Regions from separate parts of the Rattus norvegicus genome. Here all the other regions are linked to region 1. Evidence: chromatin contacts called from public Hi-C data. All regions are on one chromosome and are shown on one strand. Each heading gives the region's core, a stretch centred on a gene start, on an enhancer-like site or on the middle of the called end of the contact. The rest is flanking DNA. Distances are from core to core; before and after follow the strand shown.

What was found. Hi-C and Micro-C count contacts between places; a contact is called where the count stands out from the background.
Region 2: a Hi-C map of kidney shows a contact between it and region 1, with 4 times the contacts expected there. The contact joins the promoter of Lifr here to the enhancer-like site in region 1. A contact is called at or near these places in 9 of 12 Hi-C or Micro-C datasets (the Rat2 cell line, Schwann cells, frontal cortex and 5 more) and 1 of 1 datasets of contacts at active chromatin or transcription factors (oligodendrocytes).
Region 3: a Hi-C map of mammary epithelial cells shows a contact between it and region 1, with 2.0 times the contacts expected there. The contact joins two enhancer-like sites. A contact is called at or near these places in 5 of 12 Hi-C or Micro-C datasets (kidney, liver, mammary epithelial cells and 1 more).

Annotation. Positions count from the first base shown.
Region 1 is chr2:57,719,320-57,724,371 of GRCr8, reverse strand. No RefSeq gene overlaps it. Among named protein-coding and RNA genes, the nearest start is that of Osmr, 33 kb to the right of the region's middle. Within about 2 kb of position 2,506, at least 28 of the 93 cell types and tissues checked have an H3K27ac peak or open chromatin away from gene starts, as enhancers often do. A contact at or near this core is called in kidney, where this site is marked.
Region 2 is chr2:57,961,038-57,966,089 of GRCr8, reverse strand. It overlaps Lifr (LIF receptor subunit alpha), which reads right to left and starts at 2,701. Exons shown (of 20, transcript NM_031048.1): 1 at 2,633-2,701.
Region 3 is chr2:57,897,607-57,902,658 of GRCr8, reverse strand. No RefSeq gene overlaps it. Among named protein-coding and RNA genes, the nearest start is that of Lifr, 63 kb to the left of the region's middle. Within about 2 kb of position 2,703, at least 4 of the 93 cell types and tissues checked have an H3K27ac peak or open chromatin away from gene starts, as enhancers often do.

The sequences.
Region 1 (5,052 bases), core at 1,257-3,756:
TGACTCATGGCACTTAAGGTTACTGGTGTTTACTGCCAAAGGAAGGATCACTGCTGTGGCAGAGATGAATGTGGGGAGGGCAGTAGGTCCCTGAGGTTGAAACAGATAGATTGCTGGGATGGATATTACATGCAGCAGTGACTAGCCTGACTGAAAGTAGGATCTTGAGGACAGTGTCAGAAGAAAGGCACACACTGACTCACAGAAACCCACACACATCCATTTTTACGTTCATTTTCCTGGCTTCTACTTTTGGACTTTAGTATTTCTTTTTATTTTCTTGTGGCAACAAATCAATCTCTCTCTCTCTCTCTCTCTGTGTGTGCTGTGTGTGTGTGTGTGTGTATGTGTTATGTGTGTGTGTGCGTGTTCGTGTGTGTTTGTGTGTATGTGTATGTGTGTGTGTGTGCGCGTGTTTGTGTGTGTGTGTTTGTGTGTGTTTGTGTGTATGTGTGTGTGCGCGCGCGCTCCTGTTGGTAAGTTTTCCCCAACCTTTATCCTCCTCCTTGCTTTGACCTTTGATACACTGCTGTGCAGAGTTTCCTTCCTCCTGTGTCTCCTGGTCTATTTTCTCTGCTCTACAGTGGGCAGGAGTGTGCATTCTGCCTCTGGGTGGGGACCTTTGTGTCTTAAGGAAGTCTCTGTCCTGAAATGTATGCTGAGCTTCCTTTTGCCTAAGGCTACTCCTCAGTTCTGAGTTTTCAAATCCAACCCATAGACCTCATGACTTCCCCAGGTGTGACCGGAAGGGTGAGTGAAAGGGGGCAGGAAAAGGCCTGAGCACGAACCCCTGGACACATGCACAGACGACACACAAGCATTTTGGGGCACCCTGCTGCCTAGGCAACAAATGTCTTTGTGGTCTCCTCTTGAGTGAGCACCCTGCCTCCCTAGCCTCACCAAAACCCTGTTTCTCCCATGTTTTTTCCTGACCACTGCCATCTGGCCATAGATTCTTTCTCCAGCTTCTCCAGTTAAACCTTCTCGTTTTACATTTATTATATTTATATTGTATATTTCATAATATATATTTAAAGAAGTCTTTAATCCATAAAGGTCAGTAATCTCAGGCCTCATCAATGTGGGAAAGGAGTTCTTTTAAGTCACTAGGTACCCTAGGGTCCTCCAGACCACACAGGGCTCCTGGGACCTATACCTCTATGCTTTACCAGAAGCCAACAGTAGCGGGCTCTGAAAGCTGCAGAGGGTAAGAAAGGGTGTCCCTCGTCCTGCTGCAGCAGGGTAGCATCAGTTGCTTAGGAAAAGACCAAAGTTGGAATCTCTGCCCTCTACCCTCTACTCTCCACCCTCCACCCTCCAACCTCCACCCTCCAACCTCCACCCTGCACCCTCCACCTCCCAACTCAGACCTTGTTCAGAAGATTGGGCCTTGGTACACTTGAGAACACTAAGTCAGAAACACAGACAGACAGGTTCATGTCTTTTTGCAGTGTCACAGTTTATTGAGTGACCATAAATTCATAGGTCGTGCTGTTGTAGTTGGGTGCAGTTTGCCAAATAGTCCTGATGTCCTTTGGTGGCTGCCCATGGGCAAACATGAATGACTTTATTCCAGTCTTAATCACTAATATTAACTCTTGATCACACCTTACACAGTGTTAGCAATTGTATCTATCCGTATATATGCAGAGAACAGAATGGCAACAAAGGAGTCCAAAAGGCCAAGTCAGGGTTCTGCAGTTCAAAGAAACCCTACTGGAGACAGATACAAAGAGAGTCACTGCTGGTTGTTAGAAGAAATGTTAAAGAACCCTGTGCAGAGCTTACACGACTGCTGTAGGGCTGAGCCTGGGCTACAGGGTTGAGTGAGAAGTAGGAGACCAGAGTCAGGTGTCCATTTGTGGGATCCAGGGGAAGGTGTTGCATGCTTCCATTGTCTGCTGTGTCTGATAAGCTCTTGGGACCAAGTTTTCTGAGGTGGTTTGAGTGTACCCATGTGCCAATCCACTACGTTAAGTTTGTAAGTGGTCTCTCTTCTTACTTTAAAACCTAAGTTTATCAGTCTGTCTTTTGTAGGCAGTAGTGGACAAGTTGTGGTACCTATGTGCACAAGGAGAGGCAGAGACAAGTGCTCTCAAAATGGTGCAGAATGCTCTTTATAAAATACAACCAATCAGGGCAAATTATAGTCTGAAAGCCACTGTTTTACACAGTTCAGAATCACTTAAGCAGGGCACAACGAGGTTCTCCCTCCCCAAACCTTTGAATTATGATGACTTCCTTTCATTCTTGAATCTTTCTTCCAAAGTTACTGAACACCTTTTGGAAATTCGGACAAAGAAAACCACAGCTTTTCTCACCAAGCTTGGACCCCCCAGAATTTCCCTAAAGAATTACAAAGCACGTGATCCAGAAGCCCCTTCAATGCCAGCTACGATCCATCCGGAAGAAGAGGAGCGATTCTTAAGTTGACAGAAGTCAAGTCTTGGCAAGAGTATGTCTCCTCCCTCTCACAGTGCTGATATCCTTCCTGGACCGAAACAGTGGCAGCAGCTTCCTTCTCTCAGGGTTAGCCTCACAGACTCCGGCGAGGCGCTAAGGGACCCATGCATTAGCCTGCAGCGCCACCTAGCAGACGCAGAGTGAACTTGGGAAATAAGGAGAAAGCAGGTTTAGTTGGGGAAGTTGTTTTGTAACATCGCAAAAGGGAGTTTCCATTTCTTCAACGGGAGTTCTGGGAAATGGGATTTGTATAAAATCTTTTTTGCTCAGCGTGGAAAAACATTTATTTGAAGCTAATGAGGGAATTTTGCCCAAAGGCAAGTCTAATCCAAACTTAGGGAGACAAGCATTTGTTTCTCCAAACTTCACTCTCATTTTTGGTCACCTCTGTGGCAGTGGAGAACTCGACTCCACTTTGTGAGAGACCATGAAGTCAATGACGAGCCAGTCTTCATGCAAGGAGCTCTCAGAGGCTCATGGGGATGGCTAGCCTTGATGGCTCTCTTGATTAGGATGAATTGCCGAGGAGACCAGTAAAGCATTTTGTTTTACTTCTGTGAAGGCGTTTTCAGATAGGATTGACTAATGGGGAAAACTAAGTGTGTGTAGCACTGTATGTAGGCTGGGAGCCCCGAGGGACTGAAATTAGGAGGAGTCCCTCATCCTCAGCCTGACTGCCATGCTGTGCCAATCCTGTTCTACCATACCCTTCTGTCAAGAAGCTATACCAGTCACGGACCCAGAAACACTGAAGGGGGCCCACCAGGAACTGAAAACATAGGCCAAAACAACCCACACTCCCTCATATTGACCATCCCCACCCCCAGCTACTTGTCACAGCAGCTAAAAGACAAGGGTAAAAGATGAACGTATTTGAAGCCTATGTTTTTGACACTCAGCTCCTGAAGCTGACTGGGAATCAGGCTAAACAATAGACAATCAGGAATAGCTGACTAATCAAATGATAATTCGGGATAACCAATGGATCAACCATCAATCAGGGATAGCTGACCAGCTGGTAATGACAATCGAAGCTATTTCCATTGTGATCATTTTCAAAGCCCCACCCCACCCCTGATTCATGTCCGTGAACTTCCTAGAATGGTCTCACAGGAACAAGATATTTTTCTTTTGTCTAACTTGAGAGCAAAGAGCCTATCATCCCATGAACACTAGCAACTAAAAACTGTTAAGTAATTTGGAATTAACACCCAATTTGAAAAATGATGCTTTTTTTTTTCTGAATCATGCTAACGATTAAGGGTCAGCTATTAGTGGCCCATCGAACTGACTGCGCAGTCAAATAAAAACACAGGCTTTAATCTGTGCATATGTAGGCCTGCCTCTGGTCACTGCCATTGACCGTGGTCCCACGTTTCCAATCAATGTCTCACATGAATATAACTCAAATGAAATATTAGGAATACACTGTCAAACTGATTCCTTTCTCATATAGCAGATGCCTGAAGGATTTTACGAGAAAGACGTTGGCGATGTAAACAATGGTAGGGGGAAAAGCCCACTTAATCTCTAGATGACATCGGCACACACCGACGTGTGAAACAGCTCAATCCCAAGCAGGCTTCCATGACCAAGAGAGTGGCTGCAGAAAATGACGCATTGCATCTGTGTCATATTACCATAAGTTCCCACCACAACTTTAGTTATACCTAATTAAACGTCAAAACAAATGATTAAGATTGATTTTAAGAGCAGAGTAGTCTACATAAAACCAGTGTGTGTGTGTGTGTGTGTGTGTGTGTGTGTGTGCGTGTGCACATGCGTGTGTGTTCTCGCACGCACACGCTCACTGGCACGGGGCCAGAGATCCACCTTACGTATGCTATTAACTGATTGACTGAGATAAGATCTCTTACCAACATGGAGCTCATCAGATAGGCTAGGCTGGCCAGTGAGCTCCTAGCATCTGCATGTCTCATCCCCAACATGGGAATGACAAGGCCCAGCTCTTTTAAAACCATGTTTCTGAAGCTTGAACTCAGGTCCGCAAGCATTTTACTGACGGTTCCATTTCACTAGCACCTATGTTATCACAAACACTTACCATTCTTATGCGAATTGGATTGACAATCCTTAGTCTGAGAAAAATTCTTCCAAATCCCTGTAAGGACACAGATGAATTGTACTAAACGCAGAGAGCAGCGTTTTGCTGCTGCTTCTGGTTTGTTTTTACTACTGTAATACACAGCAGTTGCTTCCATGTCTAGTTGTGGGTTTATATTAATCTATTCTGGCAAAAACAATATCAAACTCTGAGATAGTCTCACTTTATCACAGCTTTTTATAAACAAGGCCTTTCATGGCTGCTTGAGCACAGCCTCCCCATCCATGGTATTGTGAGACTGTGACTGATAAGAGCTGGTGAAGAGCCAAGAAGACCTTGTGAAATGCAGTGCTCTACAAATCGCCAGTTCTGGGAGTGCATGTGCCTGGAGATGCAGGACTTCATGTATTCAGTAAAATTCCAGAGTTCCCATTGGTTTGGAGGAAACTCATAAGTTAATCCCAACAGGCAAATAAAATATCAGAGGACCAAAAATGGACACTTTAAAGAAGAATATGGGAAAA
Region 2 (5,052 bases), core at 1,452-3,951, 240 kb before region 1:
CAGTAAATGTGCAGGGCTCTGCCATTGCTCCACCCACGATATCCTTTTCTTATTCTCCCAAATCTTCTCCTTTTTTCCTGTCTCTAACAAATGTCAACTTGTGCAACAGATCCCAGCTCATACCCTCCAAATCTGACTCCCGTGTGCCCATCCCTTTAAGGCATACTATTGGAAGGCAGAAATAGCTCACGGAACTATCTTGCTCAGCAAGGTGGATACAATCATTTTCCCCTTAAGGAAAAGGCCATGCAACAAATATGACAGCTTTAATAGGCAAAAACACGGAGGGGGACAAACAAAAATTAAAAAGCTACCAAAGCAAGATGGCTGCCTTCAACAGCGGTAAAGACACACAGTTCAAACGCGAAAACATCGATGGACAGGGAGTGGTGAGCGTGGTGTGAGATACAGTTCCATGATGGTTTAGCTAGGGTTAGAAAGAATGAGGCCGGGGCTGGGGATTTAGCTCAGTGGTAGAGCGCTTACCTAGGAAGCGCAAGGCCCTGGGTTCGGTCCCCAGCTCCGAAAAAAAAAAAAAAAAAGAACCAAAAAAAAAAAAAAAGAAAAAAAAAAAAAGAAAGAATGAGGCCAACAGTCACTGGGTGACTGTATGACCATCTCTGGTGCCATCGCAGTGCTTGGGGGCAATGAGGGGCTGGGTGCCCTTCATATGACACCAATGAGGAAACAAAGGAGCTGAGTGACTTGCCCAGAGTCTCGTGACCTGTAAAGGACAAAGCCAGAACAAAGCTTCTGAGCATGACTCCAAGGTCTGAGTCATGTTATGATGTAATTTTATTTGATGTTGATGGTGGTGATGATGATGGTGGTGGTGTTGATGGTGATGATGGTGGTGGTGGTGACAATGACAGACCAACCTCAAAAATCTGATAAGCATTTATTGAGCATTCGCCGTCTGCTCAGTCAGCACCAGACGTGCTTTAGTCAGAGCAGTAAAGAGGCAAAGAGGCAAGAGAATATTTGTGAGTTTGAGGAGGCCAATATCCTAGTTCTCGGATATCCAGGACTGTGTAAACAGACCTTGTCTCAAAACAAAACAGAACAAAACACAACCACAACAAGCCCCACATACTTCTAGAAACTGTTCTGCAAGAGATACTAGACAAGACTGCAAAGAAGATGTTCAGTGAAGACCAGAGTGACTGTCACTAAGGCCCACTGAAGGTCCGACCTCCATAAGCATTCTGGTCCATCTCTTGCTTCACTCTTAAAAATTTAAGAACTTAATGCTAATTTAAGTAAAACCTACATTCATTTAAAACTGATTCTGGTCCCTCCCCACCAAACGTTTTATATAGCTCCCACCAGTTCTGTCTCCAGATGTAAGCACAATTTGTTTCTTGCACGTCTCAGACATTTTCAGCTCACACGCAAAACAGATTCTTGATTCACAGCCCCCCTGACTTATTCTTCCTTAATCTTCGGTCTATCGAAAACAGTACAGACACGTCCCAAAAATGGCTCCCAGAAACCGTAAGCCAGGTATGGTGCTTCATGCCTCTACCCTCGGTATCCGGGAGGGCAGAACAGGAGGATCACCTTAGTGAGCACAGTTCAACCAACGAGGATCCCGTCTCAGCCTCCCCCCAAAGCAGAGGCAGCAAATCTCCGAGGGCAGACCTTGATTCAGCCCTTCCTGCACGGCAGCCTTCGCCTCCTCTGCATGTCTGGCGGCTACAGCTTCCTCAGCTCTCAAAGGAGACACTGCCCACTATCCCTGCTGCTAGCCCCAGTTGGCCACCTCTCGCCTGCACAGCTATTAGTCAGCGAAGCATCCTCTTGCCTCCATCCTTGCTCCCCACACACTTTCCACAGGGCAGACACAGTCACCATCCAAAAATATCCGTCAGACCCTGTCACTGTGCACGTAAAAGTGGGGTCAATTCTTATAAACACCCTCTACTTTCTCTCCCATGTTCCTGAGCAATCCCATTCCCCTTCCAACATCTCACTCTCCTTTCAGCCACCATGGGGTCCTTCTGTTCCTCCTATTCACCAGGTCTGGACCCCCTCAGGAGCATCCTTCCCTGACCTCTCCTCCAGTCCTATGTGCCATTTGGGTTTTGGGTTAGAACTTACTTGCTCAGGGAGTCCTCTCCCATCACCCAGGGAAAGAAGGAGTGTCCCCTACTGACCTCCCAGAAGCCCTGGCACCTCCCCTCCTCGCTCTACACTACCGCACCCAGCTTCCTATCCTTAGAGCACTCACTGAGATCTGGACATGCAATTCTTGTTTACTGCCTGCTGCTCCCTAAGAGGCAGGAAAGCTTCCGGGGTAAGACCCACCCCTCCTCCTCAGTGCCATAGCCCCCAGCAGGTATGGAGGAGGTACGCCCAACACAATGACTTTATAAAAGAAACGTTATGCATAACTGTGAATCATGGAGGATGATTAACTCAAGTTACATTTTTAAGTCATATTACAAGAGCCATGTAACTGTGTATGTTCCAACCACAGCTTAAAATACCCAGAGGCATGGTATACTAAATATATACCTACCATAGTGAAGGTCACTATTGCTGTGATGAAATGCCATGACCAAAAGCAACCTGGGAAGAAGGAGTTAATTTCACTCACTGTTCCATACAACAGATCATCATCAAAACTCACCCAGGGAACGATCCTGGAAGCAGGAGCTGATGCAGAGGCCATGGAGGAGTGCTGCTTGCTGGCTTGCTACTGGTGGCTGACTTGCTCAGCTTGCTCTCTTATAGAACCCAGAACCACACGGTCCAGGTGGCACCGCCCACAAATGGGCTGGGCCGTCCCCCATTGGTTACTGATTAAGTTGCCTTACAGCTGGATCTTACAGAGGTGTTTTCTCAACTGAGGCACCTGCCTCTCTGATAACCCTAGCTTGTGTCAAGTTGACATAAAACTGGCCAGTACAAAGGTCTGATTATGCCCAGAAATTAATCTATCATATATAATATCATACCATATGCAGTTACCTCTAAAGGTTGAGACTAAAACTTTAAAAGGATTAGTCTCCAAGCTTTCTCAAATTGTATAAAGTATTTTACCCATGTAATTTTAAAAGATAGTTCCCTTATTTATTTATTTATTTATTTATTTATTTATCTATATCGAGACAGAGTCTCACTATACAGCCCTGACTACCCTAGAACTCACTATGCAAACCAAACTCAGAGCCGCACTAATCTACCTTCCTGATACCCAAGCACTGGAATTAATACTGTATCTATTGTATCTAAAGATAGTTCAAATTCTAAAAATGTACAGATGTAGATGCAGAATTAAAAAAAAAAATCCCAGTAAAGAAATGGCATCTAATAAAACGAACAAGTATTTTTCTGACTACTTGGTTGGAACAAAATGATAAAAACTATACCAACGTCTTTAATTTCTGGCTTAGGAAAGTCACCAGAAGCTGTGGTTTGAGGGCTAACATCCCCCAGGGGTCGGCTGTGACTGGCTGCCAAGGTCTTGGGGCTGGTAGTATTAGAAAATGGAACTTTTGAGAGGTGAGATTCGCGAGTCTGCCAGTCATTTTAGGTGTGTGCTCAGAAGGGATCATGATATCCCAATCTTTCTGATTTCCAGTTGGAGGATGGGAGCTTCCCCATCCATCAACACCTCAGTGATGATTAGAGTAGAGGGTCCTCACCTGAACTCAGTCAATGCCAGCACCACACCCTTCCCTGGCAAAACCAGGAGCTAACTACAGGGAACGTTACTGGAGGCCGTGTTACTAAATGGGGGGGAGGAAACTGAATGTCCAACATGACCCACATTATGGGATGTGGGAAAATATAGATGAGGAAATCCTATAGTTTAATGCTAGTCCTTCATGACCTTGCCTCTTGATATTTAAAAACGAACCCTGCATCCAGACACCCTGTAAATATTGGCCCCAAATCCTCGGGCCGACAATCAGCTGTGCTGCTCTGGAGTTTTCCAGAGTCCATCTTTCCTTACAGGTTCCTGTGTTAACTTTCTGTCAGTCACAAAACATCAAAGGAAACCAACGCATGACGTTGGTTTACTGCCACCGTTTTAAAGGTCTGTGTCCATAGGACCCTTTGCTATATGTGTACAATGAGGCAAAACACTATGGTGGGGGGCATGTGGAGGGGCAAACCAACTCACATCACATCGGGAAGCAGAAGAGTAAAGGGGAACCACTGCCCCACAAGACAGTGACCTAAGGACCTCTCACAAGTATCGACCCCAACAATACAGCCTTTGCCACACACTGACAGCACGCGTGGCTTTGCCCGCTCTGAGCTGGAAAGTTCCAGAACAGAGTCCTCTGTGATTTCATTGATCCTGGCCTTGAGGACAGCGTTGCTCCATCCTATACTTGGCCAACAGTCTGCGTCTTCGTGCCAGCACAGTGCAGCTGCCGTCTATGCACCATCGCACACGCCTCGCCTCTCACCAGGAGAAATTCTGGAAAGCAGCCCGCACCCCAGGAGAAAGAAGCATGCTAGGTCCACCATAGGAGCAGGGACTGCGGTGGGCTGTGGGAAGCAATGCCATAGATGGGAGCATGACGTACGATAAAACGTGGACCTTGCTGCTGTCCCCTACCTATGTCTATGACCTCCCATGGGGGGACACAACGTCCACGATTCATGACATTGTCTTCTTTTACTTAGCCTTAGGAGGGAATGAAATGTAAGGTCAGCATTTGTCACGCAGGTACCTTTTGTGAGGACTGACTCTCCACTTTTATCATAGAGCCTGACATGTATACTGCAGATCCACAGATCGTGTGCGGTCCACAACTGTTACCGACGTTGAAGTCTCTTGTCCCTCCACAGTTCATTAAAGCTAGGCAGCTGCACATACTCTCAGGTGCAGGCACCATTGCCCTTGTCCCCTGGGAAGATACATGCTGGAATTTCTCACTCAAAAGATGCATAAATGCCACACATCCTGGATTTATTAGGAAGGGCTCGGAGACTTTACAAAAGATAAATTTCAAAACAGCACGAGCCCTCCCTCCCCGTTGCAGAAGCGTGCCCTTCGCAGAAGATGCAATAGCAGTTTTCAGCCTAGAAGCC
Region 3 (5,052 bases), core at 1,454-3,953, 180 kb before region 1:
TATGGATGTCACAATTTTACTTTTCTTTATGGTTGGTCAGAATTCCACGTGAGTACGCAGCACATCCTTCGTATCCATCCAAGCCAGTTCTACTCCCGGGCTAGTGTGGATGAACAGGATAGCCACAAGCATGGGTGTGCAGATATCTTTTTGGTGGAGTCCTTTGGGTACTGAAGAACCAGCCTGCTTCCAGGTTAGGCTTAAAAGCCATTTACACAAAAGACTAACAGGTTTATTCCTGTTTATGATTAAACCTCTGTTTCCCCACCCCCGCCCCAGCCTTAACTACAAATGAGTCTGTACCACCTACTCTAGGAATAACAATCATGCTTTTGTTTCAAAAAGCTGTTTATAATCGTCTTGCAACTCTACCTTTGTTTCAAAAGGTCATTTGAACACCTAGGACGACCTTGTGATGACTACCTGTTATGATTACCTTGTTTGACCACTGGTTGTGTTCTGCTCCTGTTAACCCATCCATTTTGCCAGTCAAATCCCCCATTTGGAAACCCCCTACCCCTGAGCCATAAATCCTTGTCTTCCTCAGACCCAACGCTGATCTCTGGAACCCCACCGTAGGGGGAGGCAGCTCGTGTAGACAAACAAAAAAGCTTGCTTTAATTATTTGCTTATCTTAATGAATTTGGCCATAATGATTTGGGTCAGTGGTCTTTCTCCTCCCATCTTTAGGTTTAACATATATGTCCAGTGGTGGAGGTGAATCTTATGGTATTTCTATTTTTAGCCTTTCTAACAAAACTACACACTGATTTCCATAGCGGCTACATCAGTTTATAGTCCCATCTGCAGTGAATAGAGGTTCCTCTCTCCCCACATTCTAGTCATAATTTCTTTTCTTGATGTCAGTCATTCTGACTGAGTGAGATGGAATCTCAACAAATGCTATCCCTCCTCTTATCTGGATCCGTCCTGTAATGCAACAACAAAGTGAGCATTGTCTACGTGCTTTGCTGGGAAAAACAGGATCCAGGACTAAAACGCTCAGTGCTACAGAGCTTCACTTTAAATATGGAGCCAGGCTCAAGATCGGGGCCTATCCATCTGCCACACACAACCCTTCCCTAGGGGAGCGTGTTCTTCCACAGAGCAAGCGTGACTTAGAAGCAGCCAAGGGTATGCCCATGACTTACTGGTTGGAGAGTTCACACACCTCATACCACAGCTCATACGACAGCCAGCACCACGTGTGTTCACAAACCTTAGAAAATGAAACTGATGCGATTCTCTTTCTAACTGCAGCAAACAATGGGTCTCTTTCCCACTTTGTCCTCTCAGAACAACTTCTACTTCGCAAACTGCCTGCTAACATTTCAGAAACAATCTGTGGAAACGTGTTCTTAGAACTAATAGATAGGCATTTCCCCCAGGATATGTATACTTCCGGATGCTTTTTTTTTTTTGATTGTTTAACATGTATCCAAGCATTCAAATTCAAATGCGGTTTTTTGAGCCACTTGGGAATGTCTAATGACAGAACCCATGGCTGCCCTGTGCTTCATGCCCTCATCTAAGGATCAGCTAGCTCTGTAGGACCTACAGGGTCAGAGAGGGTCTGTGGCCAGCCACACCTGTCTTTTCACTATCAGGACGCCAATTCAGACAAGGCCCTCAGCAGTCTTCATAAGTCCCTACCTCCACCCACACTGTTTCACTGTCTTCCCCTATGCATTTTTTACTCCTAGCAGAATAGAGACTTTATTTGAAGGGAGTAGAATAGTGGGTTAACACATACAACTCATTCATTTTGACTACTGAATGCTCTGGCAGAAGGCCTCACAGGTGACTTACTTCCTCCTGTGCCTTTGACAGACAAAAGAAACAGTGCCCAGTAAAGACCTGCAACTTTCCCTAAACTTCATTGACTGCCAGCGTTAAAGAGCACGTTGGCTGAAGACAAGTAAGGTCAAGTATGCAAGGTCATATGCAGGACTGGGATGGCAGTGAGCTTGGAATCGCAGCGGAGGGTTTAATGTGGCTGCGTATGCTAGTTTCCCGCCTGCCTCTCAAGATGTGGCCTGTATGTGGGTTGTGTTCATCCAGCTGGACTGCCTTGTCTGGCCTCGGTGGGAGAGGGTGCACCTAGCCTTGCAGAGACTTGAATTGTCAGGGTTGGGGTTACCCAGGGAGGCCCTACCTGCTCAGAAGAGAAGGGGGAATGGAAGAAGGATTGTGGGAGATGGTGATTGGGAGGGGGACAGTGAGTGGAATGTACTGTAAAGTGAATAAGTTTATATATGTGTATATATATATGTTATATATGATACATGATATATATGATATATATGTTATAATATATGATACGCCTTTGTCTTGAAAGGATGCATCTTTCAGAGATAACCTATGTGTTTGTAAAGTTTTTTTAAATATATAAAAACAGCATATTGTCACTGCCCACCTCCCCAGTGCACAGACAAGGAAAGGAAGGCAGGGAGAATGAGGCAGAACCTTCTGGATGTCTGCCAGAACCCCTGCCCACGTCACTCTGTTGCATTTCTATTCAGTATTATTACAGAGATCTCACTGTTAAAGAGAGCATTCTTTGGGTTTCCTGCTTATCGCTAAGCTGAAGAAAACATGGTCTGGTTTTTTTCCCCTCTTTTCTATTTGCTTTTCCAACCTTCAGCTTCCATGACCTTAAAAAAAGCACATGAAAGTTGAGCTGGTCCAAAAGCAGCCTGATTGCAACCCGATAAGAGAGCTGGAGTGGCACCAGCTAGACAGAGGTGCAGGGCTCTCTGAGCACCGTTCAACAATTTTTCCGAGTGGCAACTGGTTCATTTCCATTGAAACACCTGAAGTCGCTGGGTGAGCTGTGCACTTCCTAAGCTGGTAAAAGAGTCAGGTCAGTTACTTACGTCAGCAGTGGAAACAGGGAGCTTAGAGAGTCTTTCTTGATTCATGTTAAATTCACACTCCAAGTCCCTGGTGTTTAGATGCTTGCACAATTAAAGTTGAGATTGAACCGTGTCCCCTGCACAGAGGCCACAGTTCTTATTAAAGCAGATGTTTGGTGGGGCAGATATCATCTGATATCACTTTTGGTTTTAACATTTATGATCCTGTATAAAAGGGACAGTTGCATGCGAACCAACTCCGGAATGTATGTTGGTATTGTTTTCAGAGACACTGCTATACAGATGCTTAGAAAAGATTTCGTATCTATTGTTTTCCCAGGAACCTTAACACCTTTTGTTCGGGTAGACATAGCCAGCCTGTAGGGCACACTGTACAGAAACAGGTGGAATGCTGGCCCCTTCCAAACCGAAATGCAAGAATAACATGACTTAGGTTGTGGAGTAATAACTAACCTCAGAGACTTCAGAAACTACACTCTCTCATCCTTTTTACCCTTCCTTTCTGCTTCTATCGAGGAAGAAGGGAAAGGTAGGTAAATATGACTGGTTTCACGAGAGTGCAAGGAAATGCAGCCTAGCTTTGAAAGTCCCGTCTTAACATCTATAACCAATAAGCTGTTATGTATATTGTTAAATAGATCTCTGAGAAGAGCTGGATTTGCCTGTGTTTCCTCCTGTTGATGTAAAGGTTTACTTTGGTTTAAGAGTTGTTTGTGTTGGGGAGTGGTACGTCTGTGTACAGGCGTGCAGGTGCCTTCTGAGAGGTGTTGGATCTCTGGAACTGCAGTTACAGCAGTTGTGAAATTCCCAACGTGGTGCAGAGAATCGAACTCAAGTCCTCTGCAAGAGCAGCGCCTTCTCTTAACTGCTGAGCTATCCTCCCATCCTCACTCTACTGATTTATTGTTCTGCTTCCTAACTGTGATAGCATTTCCTAGTGGCCGAATCCCCTGTTCTCTTCTCCATTTGACCAGTCCCACAGAAGTGGGGTCAAATCCTCTCACAACCCCCTCCCTCCCAAGATTGTCAGCAACATCAGCCGAAGGTTGGTTCCGTTCTTCTCTCTTCATGGCATCTCTGATGCTGCCTTGCCTCCTCCTGTCACCCTGGTATGGCCTCTCCATCCAGAGCCCTGGCTGACAAGCTAAAACTGTCCCTACCACGCTCTACTGGGCCACAGGTGCAGATACTTACTACCGTTAGAGTAATGATTGCTGATGGGGCTCAACTCACACGTCCTTGTCGGCACAGTTGTCCTTGCCCTGTTTTCTCATAGGCATGACCTCACTATCACTCTCAAATTCTGATACCTCAAAAACAACAGTAGTTCATTCTTACCAAGGGTGATTCTAGTCTTTCAACCCTGGAGACACTGACAATGTCTAGACAGTCGTTGGTTGTCACGACCAGAAGAGGGACTCTTGCTGGCAGGCAGAAGACAAGGAGTCTGCTCGGGTTGCATGGCTCAAGGCAACCCCCACAAATACCCAGCTCAAGGAGATAGTGGAGGCCTTGATTCTCTTTCCACATCTCTGGCAGGAAGACAAACAGAAGGGAACAAAGCACAATGTGTCCCCAGGCACGCACCTAGAACCCTTTGTGCACATCCCCACTTGTGAGCCGGTGCTGAAAGAAGACAGCGGGACCTAGAAAAACCAGTCCTCCCACACCGCACCTGGGCTTTCTCCCACTGGCAAGGTTGGAAGTGGGCAGGCTCTGCTTGGGACCAAGAACTACTCAGGTGGGAGGTTCTGAGTCCTGGCTGCAGTCAGTCCATGATGCCTACCATTTTAAAAAAATACTCAGAATACCAAAAGTCAATGTGGAGATTCGAAAAACAAAAGCAAACCACCTAACTAAAAATATAACTACTATATGGTCCAGCTCTACCGCCACTGGGTATATACCCGAAGAGCTCTGCGTGAACATACCACAGAGATACTTGTAGATCCAAATTTATTGCTGCTGTTTTCAGAATAGCCAGGAGATGGGATCGTCCTGGGTCCCCCTGAACAGATGAAATGATAAAGAAAACGTGGTTTATATTTGCAGGAGAATTTTATTCAGCCATGAAGAAGAGTGGAATTAGGTCATTTGTAAGGAAGCGGCGAGAAATTGCAATCTTGATGCTTAGGTGAGACAAACCAAATCCAGACAAATATCCCATTTTTTTTCT